Regions from separate parts of the Mus musculus genome. Here region 2 is linked to region 1. A link is a contact called in public Hi-C data. All regions are on one chromosome and are shown on one strand. The core of a region is the stretch at or near the end of the contact, and the rest is flanking DNA. Distances in the headings are between cores, read along the strand shown.

Evidence for each region. Hi-C and Micro-C count contacts between places; a contact is called where the count stands out from the background.
Region 2: a Hi-C map of forebrain shows a contact between it and region 1, with 6 times the contacts expected there. The contact joins two enhancer-like sites. A contact is called at or near these places in 2 of 484 Hi-C or Micro-C datasets (cranial neural crest and forebrain) and 2 of 115 datasets of contacts at active chromatin or transcription factors (both in embryonic stem cells).

Annotation. Positions count from the first base shown.
Region 1 is chr1:75,652,088-75,658,042 of GRCm38.p6, forward strand. No RefSeq gene overlaps it. Among named protein-coding and RNA genes, the nearest start is that of Slc4a3, 110 kb to the left of the region's middle. Within about 2 kb of position 1,879, at least 60 of the 459 cell types and tissues checked have an H3K27ac peak or open chromatin away from gene starts, as enhancers often do. A contact at or near this core is called in forebrain, where this site is marked.
Region 2 is chr1:75,999,942-76,005,681 of GRCm38.p6, forward strand. The region is part of intron 4 of Gm32622 (a long non-coding RNA gene); the gene reads left to right. Among named protein-coding and RNA genes, the nearest start is that of Gm29065, 16 kb to the right of the region's middle. Within about 2 kb of position 1,475, at least 7 of the 459 cell types and tissues checked have an H3K27ac peak or open chromatin away from gene starts, as enhancers often do. A contact at or near this core is called in forebrain, where this site is marked.

The DNA.
Region 1 (5,955 bases), core at 629-3,128:
TGCTGCCAAGCCTTATGACCTTGGCTCAATCCTGGGCCCACCACAGGAAGGAGAGAACTGAGTCCTGGAAGTTGTGCTCCACAAGCACACCATAGCAATGTGAACACACACACACACACACACACACACACACACACACACTAAATAAATGCAAAAAATAACAATTCAGTTCCTAAATTGAGGGCTTAGCAATCAAATGACTACAGATATTAATGAGATACTTAGGGGCAACAGTTTTATCATTACCCTAGTTAGTTTCTATATTTCAAAATAAATTGCAAATTATTCATTTCATCAATGACATATAAACAAGAAGCAAAGAAAATAAATGATTGTTTGCCACATGAAAACATTTCTTATTTTTTCTACTGAATAATTATTAAGCATAAAAAAACCTAATTGAATCTCATTTCTACAAATCATTAAGGAGTTTTTGAGCCAAACAAGCCATGGCCTTTTTGCTGATGGGATTGTAAATATCACCAGTCTAGAAAAAAATTAGCCGATCATTTATTCTGCAGAGGGCATTACTGCATTTCTGTAAACACATCATGTCATTGTAGAGTTGGGAAATTGACCAGAGGCTGGGGAAAAAAAAATCTCACTTGGCCAGCAGAGGTCACTCTTTCTCCTTTATCGATCCCAGTAACCGGCTTCTGAGTGTTTAGTCAAAGGTGTTTTGAGCTTGAAGCTCAGCCAGAGGCTGTGGAAATAATACACATCATCAAGGCGAGCTCTGCTTTCTTACACACATGCACGCACACATGCACGCGCGCGCGCACACACACACACAGACAGACACAGAGTTTAAATGTTTTACTCTAGCTGGACAACTCACATACATATAATAAGAGCCACTCGGTTATGCATGTTAATGCATTTCTTTAATTAATCTGTTTCATCAACTATTACTCTAATGCTTACTGGTGCCAGCTCCAATTCTGCCCAGTTCTCTGACTTATGAACCAAAGCTTAGATTTCTATAAATACCTGCAGGTGACTGGCATGAACCTTTAGAGAGAGTTTCTGCAGAGGAACCAGGAACTAACTAGGACCAGGCTGTATTGAACCCTGGCCAAGCAGAGAGGCCAGTGCCAGGCACTGAGGGTTAAGCTGGAGAGGTACATACCCTACCCTGGCTTCTGTGTTTGGCTTTGTTATGGAAACAAAAGCATATGCTAGCAGTTCTTTCGAAGGTTGGGCCATAGAATGAATTTAGATGAATTATACATGAATATCCAAAGTATAGGCCAGTCATAAGTATCTATAGATGGTCACGACAGCTGAGTGATGGAACTGTCTAGTAGTGAGGTAAACCACTCAGCGTTTGTCTGGCCAAATCATTAAAAGTATTTCAGTAATTCATTTTTAATATCTTTCTTTATGGGGGACATAGTGGGCATTTTTAGGAAGTGCCTGGGAAAGTTGAGCTTTTGGTTTGCCAATGATTAGCTAAGATCTTTTCTAACTCTTCCATCCCATCTCCTCCTTCCCCCTTCCCTCCCTTCCTGTAGCACCCCCTTCCAGTCCTTTTCTGTCCCTCCCTTCGATTCCCCTCCCCCACTCTTTTTCTTTCCTGAAATACCAATTTCATACAGAATTTTAAAAACGTGGTGGAAATCTGAGATTCTCCGTGGCTGTTTTTCCTTTGGCCACCAGGTGGCGCCATCACAGTGCGCCGGGGTCTAGGCAACCCTTCCTAAAGAACGGAATGTGTCTCTTCCTTAGGTGGTGGGTAGCTTAATGACTAGGTCCGTAGCTCCCTGTAGTGCCTGCGAGGAGCTGCATCCAGGGGAGGAAGATCTATTGGGCTTCCTCACATCGCCCTCTGAAACCTTGGTTTCTCTGGTCTGTGGTTTTGTGCTGGGCCAGCTGCCATCTGCTTACCCAGAATGCCTTGCAAAAGTGTGCTGGAGCCAGCTGGTGTACTTGCTAGAGACTGGTTAAGTAGCCAGGAATTTTGTGAACTGATTGTTGGACCATTGGCAATTAGACATCAGCCTTGGTGGGCGTATTTGAGGCACTAAAAAATCACACGACTTCGTCCTGTTTGCTGATGTATGAGTACTCTTGCCTTTGTGACCCTCGGTTGTATCCAAAACCAACCAACCAATCAAACCATAGTCCCCTGTTGCCTGACGTTAAAAGTGTCAAATTAAAAAAAAAATGCAAATATTTGTAGGGAAGGAAAAAAATTCCTCCTTTTTCTTATCTTTCTTTAAAAGCTTTGAAGCAAAAGTTGTTTCTTTTTAAATGATCAAGTATAGATTTCTGCTCTTCTAGCTAGAGTTTAGTCAAAAGCTGAGGGGATTATTCCAGCTTTCAGCCTCAATCCGATTCCTCTCCTGAAATTAACGTTTGGCCTAGCTATTTTTCCTTCCTGTCTCCCCAGTTTTATTTAACATCCCTTTATCGCCCTCACACTGTGAAACTCTGGCCTCCTGAAGGTGTGTGTCCCCTGACATTGTCCCTGGCCTAGACACCAGTCTTTACCAGTCCTTTAGGACTCAGAAAGCCGTCCAGGTGTAGGTGCACCTAGGCCGCATGCGCTCATGGAGTGCTTGTCAGGAACGATTGTCGTTTTCCGGTTCTCCACGGCGACATTGTTTTACTCCCTGATAGGCCGAGCCTGGACTCCACGGCACGGCTCCGACTGCTTCGGAGGCAAACTCAAGGGAGAAGACAGTCAGTACCCATTGCCTGGGTACTGAGCACTGTTCCTCCTCAGGCTGAGGAGGGCGCACCTAAGTTGGTGCCAGCATTGGAGGGAGGTTGTGGAAGCAGAGGCTTAGAGCTGCTGTGGGGAGAATCCTGTTGAGGACGCTATCACAGCTTCTGCTATAAAACCATTGTCTAGACGATGGTTCACTCCTGTTTGTTGACTGCCTCAGCGAGCCTCATCCCTTGGGCAGAACATTTCTTTTGCACAGATGTTGCATTAGCTGCTCAGGGTGCCATAAAGAGACTTTGCACACTGGGAGGCTTAAGTGACTGGCATTTATATTCTCTCTGTGGAGGCGAGAAGCCCCACAAACTTAATTTATGGTGAGGGCTCTCTTCCCAGCTTCTAGATAGCCTTTTTTCCCCCCTGTATGGCCATGGAAGGGTCTTTCTCCATGGAGTGTCTATTAACTCTTCCTACAAGGACACACTACTAACGGGTTAGGGCCCTAGGACTCCATGAACCTTTAATACCTCCCTAAAGCCCGACATCCAAATAAGTCTAACTGGGGACTAGGGATGCAGTATACAAACTACTGTGGGCCCACAATTAAGTCCATAGCAAATGGCAACTGATGGTTTTAAAAACATTTGGAGCAAGAAGAAATGCGAGGACATAGTCTCCTTTAATCACCGTCTCAGGTTTACCAGATGTATTTAGGAAACTCTTCTACCTGGTCCAATTGCTGCTAGTGTGGGGTAAAGTCATGATTTTTTTTTTCCTGCTTCCCCATGTCCCCATAAGGAGGACCGAGACCTCGTCCTCATTCTGATCCAAGCTTCAATTACCCTTCAGAATTTCCCCACTCACAATTAATGCTTACCCATTTGTAATTAAATAATAAATCTGTGTCATAATTTGAGGAGATTTCCGGTGGCCAACTGAAACAGCGATGGGATTCATAATTCCTTAAAGGCAGAGGCATGCTCTTTCTAAAAACTCTCATAAAATAGTGGATTTAAAAAGTTCTCTGTATTACCTCCTATTTTCTTCTTGCCAACTGATTTTTTTTTTCCTCTGATTCCCTTGTCTTCGTCTGGTTGAAGACACAAAATAGAGTGTAAGTCGAAGAGCATGCGTGTTTGTGAACTTTTTATTCCTCTCTAAGTGTTTTTCTTAAAAAAAAATGATTCCTATCTCTCTCTTGATGGGGAAGTTCTTGTGTTTCTTAGAAGCCTTTGTTCTGTACTTAGAGACCTGGGGAGGAGCAATGGGGGGGGGGGGTTCCGGGTAGGGGGTGGAAAATGTTGGTGACACTGGGAAAAGAAGTCTGAGCACATGCTAGTCTTCTGTGTACATTTGCATTTATCAGGAAACTTCTGGAAGCAAGATGCTTGCATGCAAAGACTCTGGCTGCCTGTGCTGAGAGTTTCAGGTTGGACTGTGAGATTGTGTGGGGTACTGTGTGGTTGTGTGGGGTACTGTGTGGTTGTGTGGGATACTGTGTGGTTGTGTGGGATACTGTGAGGTTGTGTGGGATACTGTGAGGTTGTGTGGGATACTGTGTGGTTGTGTGGGATACTGTGTGGTTGTGTGGGGGACTTTCTTTAAATCATTCCGCATACGTCCAATCTGCGTCTTCCCCACCCACCTCAGAGTGGCCCAGAGATCTTGGAGCTGTAGAAGTAGTGGGACTGGACTCAGCCCCATAGACGGTTCAGAGGTGTGCCTGTCTGTAAAAAGCACACTGGTATCTTCCCTAGTCTCCATGTGGGTTAGGCCTTGGGACCAAGTGGCTGGGTATCTGGACTTGGGACAGGAGCCTTGGTCTGGGAGTGGGGCTGAGCATCTTTCCTCCCAACGGATTACTGAATCTCAAGCCTTCAGGGCTGGAGACCCCCTGAAGTCCAGCAAAACAAGCTTTTCCATTCAGATGAACTCGCTGAGGCCTCAGGGGGGGTCCCACCCTCTTTCTGGGCTTGTCAGAGGCACTTAAGAAATACATGTTGACTTGACATGACCCACTGTGAAATAGGCATGACAAAACTCCCCACATGGCAGCTGGATTAGGCTCCCAGCAGCTGGGAATGATTCTCCCTCTGTTGCTGTAAGCCTCAACGGCAGGGCACAGCAGAAAGGCATTGTGGGATGCACGTCCAGGCTCTGGATGGTACAAGCCACACAGAGATTGAAAGCCTCCTTTTTACAAGTAAGAGTTTAATAGATGTCAGAGCTGGAATGGACCTTGTGAATCAATGGTATCGGTCTCTTCAAACTTCAGATTACAGATCACTAAACTGATGCCCGGAGCCCGGATAGAGGAAGCAATCTGGGCTGGCGAGTTGACTGTGTTTGGATTCAGGCAAGAGGCAGACCGGCAAGTGGCAGGGGAACACACAGCTAGGTGTAATGAGGTTCAGCCCAGCTTTCTCTTATGCCACCATTTTGTGACTTAAAGTGGAGCGAGAGTTATTGTCCCACCAGCGAAACAGAACCGTATAAATTAAAACGGCAATGAACTGTCTGCTGAAGGTGTGAACAAGGCAGACAAATCCCCGGGAGCTTAGGAAACATCTGTTCCTTACCTTGAAGGCAGAAACCTAGCCATAAAGCAGACAAAGCAAGGACTGGAGTCTTTCACCTTCTCTGCCGGGCTGCAGGGAGATGGGGCACCTTTTGGATGTGCTCCGGAACACGAAGAGCTTTTTGCGAACCATCTCCCGACCTCCCTCTGTCTCTTTTAGGGGTCGTGGGTTCCTTATTTCAGTCATGCGGGCCTCGTTTCTTCAGCATTCTTGCGCTGCTGTAAAGTCCTGGGAGGCGCTCTTGACGCGGCCCAGGTGCTTTCTGCGTATCCCAGGGCGTGAAGAAAAACCCGAGCCAGGGGAGGAGTGATGAGAAGACTGCCAGGCAAGAGTCAGGAGCAGGAGGCAGAGGGTGGCATCAGAGCTGGGTCAGAGGTCAGGTCTGAGTGACTCATGATAGCTATCAACTCAAGAATCCAGGAGATTTTCATTAGGTTGCTAACTTGACAACAAGAATCTTGGGCTCACGGGGCTATGAAGACAGACCATAGCGGGGCTGAAGGCTACTGCAATATACTGATGATGACTGTTATGGGCAGGACAGAAAAGAGGCTATGTTTTAATGCCATATTAATTTTGCCTTACTCTGGTTTGTTGTGTGGACTTGTGCCTTGTCTGCCTACAGTGTTTCATTGTCCAAAACAGGCACTATGCTACCTGTCTGCCCACTCATAGAACTGTTGTACAGAAGTTGGCTCCCTTTAATTT
Region 2 (5,740 bases), core at 225-2,724, 350 kb after region 1:
TTTTAACATCTTTACACAACCCAGAGAGGTTCAGGAGCTGCACAATCGTGAGTTATTATGACTTGTTTATGGTAGTTGTTTGTTGGACTGGTGTGGTATGGATTTGTGGGACAGGGCATAGGGCACGCATTTCAACTGTTCACTCTTGCCCTACTCTGGAGCCAGGCTTTCACATAATAGGAAACACATTAGTCTGATTCTGTTTGCTAAAGCACAACACTCAATATAAGACAATGACTAAAGAAAAGAGGCTTAGTTGTCTCAAGCATCAAGAGGCCCAAGAACATGGCACTAACATTTACTTGATTCTTGCTGGTGCTGTCTAGTTACATCCTAGCATACCAGATAACATCATGGCGAGAACATGTGCAAGAGGAATGAATGACACGGGATTCAGGAAACTGGGAGCAGCAGATACCAGGTTTGCTTTATTTTGAGAAAAGTAGCCTAAGAGTTCATTCTCACAGGATCTAGCAAGACTCTTGAAAGAACACCAGTTCCACTTGAAGATGGTGCTCACAGTCAGCTCTTTACTTCTCATCATCCCCAACTCTCAAAGGCTCAACTACCTCTTTGTGTAACTATGCTGAGGATAAGTTTGCGCGATGTGAGTCATTGGGAGACACACTTAAACCATATCCCAGTCACAACAGGAACCAATAACCATTCACGTATGAAATGAATGAAATGCATACCACTGGGGGTCTGGGAATGAGGAATCCCTCTCCAGCCTCTTGTCTATCACACTCCCCAGTCCAGTACATTTTGACATTCCATTCGTTTTGAGGAGGACAGCAGCTCCTCATTAAGTAAATTAACCATTAAGTCAAGAACACGAATGTCAATATAGATACAGGCTGGTAATTTGCTGGCCAGTGCTCAAAGGACCCAAGGCCCTTGCATGTCATTTACACAGCAGGGGCCTGAGACATGGCAGAGAGGCTCTAGGCCAACACCCAGCTCACAGGATCTAACGCAATAGTCCCAAATGACATTTCTCTTCCACCTTGAGAAATGGATGTTCTTTGACTTCAAACTCTGAACATATCTGAGTGGTTAGGTCCCTTTTGACTCTTTTATTTCCATTTTAAAACAGGTTGTACTTTTTTTTTTTTACTTGTAGCTTAACCTAATGTTGCAGAGAGAGAGAGAGAGAGAGAGAGAGAGAGAGAGAGAGAGAGAGAGAGAGAGAGATATCTTTGATCATTTGTCATGGTGTGGAAAATCTGACAGTGGCTTCAATTAACAGATGAGAGCCCAGAGAGTTTCTCAGCCTGATCTTCCCCCAGTGCTTTCTCTAATTGAGTCAAGGAAAACAGGCTTAGCAGGGACCTTGGATGGCTGCCGAATGAAGCCATCGCTGTGTGAGCGAAGCTGAAATCTCTGCAGTGCTCAGAGATTTTTTCCCCATGCTGTTCTCGCAGGCTGCTGAAGCATAGCAGTCCAAGGCTGATGGCATTACTGAGATGTGGTAGGGAAAGCACCGGCTGGAACCCCGGAGGTGGAAGCTTCAGCCGGCTCTTGCCTTTGAAGGCTTGGACCGGCTTCTTCCCTTCAGATTTTACTTTCTTCATCTGCGCATGTGTGAACCAAAGTCTCTTTCAGTTCCTGGCAATTCTGCCATGAAAAAAAGAATAAAGGTGCCCGAAGGGGACAGGGTTGGAGAATCCTTGCTTAAGGTACACGTAGCTGGTATTCTAGGGATAGAATTTTTCAAGTCTTTGGTACATAAGGAGGCAGGGTGGTTAGAGAGGACTATGGAGAGCAAGATGGTCTTTGGAAACACTTCTGAGTCTCTTCACCAGCCTCTCCCTCTGGTTCCTCTCCATCCCAGCTAAAGACATCCCCTCTGAAGGTGAAGGCAGAATTGTATTATCAATGCTGGATCAGAGAGCAACAAAGACTTTGTTTTGACCCTGACTGTGTCTCTCTAGTGCTGCACAGCCTAATACCTTGTCTCAGGTGGGCACTCCACTAATATCTGTTGAACTTATGATGCTATACATGCTTAAAATGGCTAATAGGTTCCTTTAAATATTTGATTATTATTTTATTTATATGGATGCTTGGTCCCATGCATGTGTATCATTTTCATGAAGGTAAAACAGGAGTTACAGATTACTCTGAGCTGCCATGTAGGTGCCAGGAATCAAACCCAGACCCTCCTGAAGAACAATCAGTGCTTTTAACTCTCCATCTCTACAGCTTCCAGCAATAGATTTTTAATTACTAATGTAATATGTAATGCTTGAGCTGAACATGGTGGCTTACATCTATAATCCTAGCACCCAGAAGGATGAGACAGGAGAATTGCTGCAAGTGTGAGGCCAACATGGTCTTTGTAGCGAGTTCCAGACTTCTAGAGCTATTACACACACACACACACACCCCACACACACTATGCCCTAATGGTTTTGTTTCTAAATGCCTTTGTGGCTTTGTCTCAGTGTTGACTTCATCCACATCTCCTGGTCTGTCACAATGTTTTAACACATTTTTTGCCACTCTGCAGGTTATTTTTGCCAGGGAAATGTTTCTTCCCATTTTCTTTTTTTAATTAACTAGTTTCAACGTTTGACTGAGGGGGAGGCACAGACATTCACAATTAGTCCCTCTCAGGCTATAGCAGAAATGGATTCACTACTCAGAAACTGCAGAAATTGACACACTACTTGGAAACTGGGTTAGTCCTAACCATCCAGCATCGAGGAGTTAGCCTCCAGGGTTTGGCTGAGGGTGTCTCTCCTGAGAAAGACTTACTTGGTCAAGAGGTGATTCTCTTCAAGTTTATCACATGGTTGCTGGTAGCCTTGGCTCTTCTGAGGTTCCTGGCTATTGACTATAGACATCCCTTGATCCCTTGCTGCCTTGGGTGCCTTCTCATGGGGGAAATGTGTCGCTTGTTAGCATTTCTATTGGTTATATAGATCAGGGCCCTTGTACAGTATGTGTGTGGAACTATAAGGGGGTGAATGTTGGGAGCCGTCCTCACATTTGCCATTATAAGATGGCGCTGACAGCTGTGTTCTAAGTAGTAAACATAATCTGCACACGTGCAGGGGCAGTTTTCCCGCCATGTGTTCTGCCTTTCTCGTGATGACAACTGGGCCGATGGGCTGCAGCCAATCAGGGAGTAATACGTCCTAGGCAGAGGATAATTCTCCTTAAAAGGGACGGGGTTTTGCCATTTTCTCTCTTGCTCTTGTTCTTTTTCTTGCTTTCTTGTTCTTGTTCTTTTTCTCTCTCTTGCTTTCTTGTTCTTGTTCTTTTTCTCTCTCTTGCTCTCTGGCTCTCTGGCTCCTGAAGATGTAAGCAATAAAGTTTTGCCGCAGAAGATTCCGGTTTGTTGCGTTCTTCCTGGCCGGTCGCGCGAACACGTGTAAGAGTTGGTGCTGAAACCCGGGACGAGAAAACCCGGGACGAGAAATCCTGGGATGAGAAAACCCAGGACGGTTACCATCACCGGCGCAAGGAAGATCCCTCATTCCGGAACCAGCACTGCGGGTCATGGTAATGAAGTGTTCCCGTAAAACAGACTGTTGAGAAGGATTCAACTGCGTGAATTCAGAACTCTTCAGCTGGGGAACGGTGGTAATAAAGTGTTCCCGCAACACAGACTGTTGAGAAGGATTCAACTGCGTGAATTCAGAACTCTTCAGCTGGGGAACGGTGGTAATGAAGTGTTCCCGCAACACAGACTGTTGAGAAGGATTCAACTGCGTGAATTCAGAACTCTTCAGCTGGGGAACAGGGTACCGGTAAGTATAGCTTTACAAGGTAAGTCTGGTCTTGAACTTTCTAACGAAATTCAAGACAGTCTATCAGAAGTAAAGTGGGAAATAGCTTTACAAGGTACGTCTGGCCTTGAACTTTCTAACGAAATTCAAGACAGTCTATCAGAAGTAAAGTGGGAAATAGCTTTACAAGGTAAGTCTGGCCTTGAACTTTTTCTAGTGTTAGGAGCCCTTTTTGTTCCTTTTCACATGTTATCAAGTGGTTAAGGCAGGGCTGAAAATTCTGGATGAAATTCAGGGCAATCTATCAGAAGTAAAGCGGGGAAAGAGAGTAGGAGCAAAGAGGAAATATGGTGGACAAAATAAGTATACAGGCCTTTCCAAGGGTCTTGAACCCGAGGAAAAGTTTAGGTCAGGTAAGAATACCTGGGGAGAGATTAGAAGGAAGGAGAAGGAAAAAGAAAAGAAAAAAGATCAATCAGCGGAGGTCTCTAGGAGAAGGAGCCTATACTCATCACTAGATGAGCTCAAGGAGCCAGTTCTTAATAGTTCTGAATCAGATGAAAAGGCTATTAGGGCCTGGAAGGCGCTCTCCCGAGCAGGTGAAGCCACTGGACAACTAACAAAGATCGTCCAGGGACCTCAGGAGTCATTCTCAGATTTTGTGGCCAGAATGACAGAGGCAGCAGAGCGTATTTTTGGAGATTCAGAGTAAGCCGCACCTCTGGTAGAATAGCTCATTTATGAGCAAGCCACGCAGGAATGCAGAGCGGACATAGCCCCAAGAAAGAACAAAGGTTTACAAGACTGGCTCAGGGTTTGTCGGGAGCTTGGGGGAACTCTCAACAATGCAGGCTTAGCGGCCGCCATCCTCCAATCCCAAAAATGCTCCATGGGCAGAAATTAATCAACTCATAGATCTTGTCCAGAAACAACTAGATGTATTATGGCAAATAACTCAGCTGGGATGTGAATAAAAGTTTCCGGGATTGTGCGTTACTTCCATTCAGTATGAGAAATTTACTAGGGCAGCTAATTTGTCAAAAAGTCTGTCTCAGTATATGTTACAGAATTGGACGGCTGAATTTGAACAGACCCTTCGGGAATTGAGAATTGCCATCATTCAGGTCAACTCCACGCGCTTGGACCTGTCCCTGATCAAAGGATTACCCAATTGGATCTCCTCAGCATTTTCCTTCGTTAAAGAATGGGTGGGATTGATATTATTTGGAGATACACTTTGCTGTGGATTAGTGTTGCTTCTTTGGTTGGTCTGTAAGCTTAAGGCCCAAACTAGGAGAGACAAGGTGGTTATTGCCCAGGCACTTGCAGACTAGAACATGGTGCTTCCCCTGATTTATGGTTATCTATGCTTAAGCAATAGGTCGCTGGCCACTCAGCTCTTGCACACCACGAGGCTAGTCTCATTGCATGGGATAGAGTGAGTGTGCTTCAGCAGCCCGAGAGAGTTGCACGGCTAAGCACTGCAATAGAAGGGCTCTGCGGCATATATGAGCCTATTCTAGGGAGACATGTCATCTTTCATGAAGGTTCAGTGTCCTAGTTCCCTTCCCCCAGGAAAAACGACACGGGAGCAGGTCAGGGTTGCTCTGGGTAAAAGCCTGTGAGCCTAAGAGCTAATCTTGTACATGGCTCCTTTACCTGCACACTGGGGATTTGACCTCTATCTCCACTCTCATTAATATGGGTGGCCTATTGCTCTTATTTTCTTATTAAAAGAAAAGGGGGAGATGTTGGGAGCCGCCCTCACATTTGCCATTATAAGATGGCGCTGACAGCTGTGTTCTAAGTAGTAAACATAATCTGCACACGTGCAGGGGCAGTTTTCCCGCCATGTGTTCTGCCTTTCTCGTGATGACAACTGGGCCGATGGGCTGCAGCCAATCAGGGAGTAATACGTCCTAGGCAGAGGATAATTCTCCTTAAAAGGGACGGGGTTTTGCCATTTTCTCTCTCTTGCTCTTGTTCTTTTTCTTGCTTTCTTG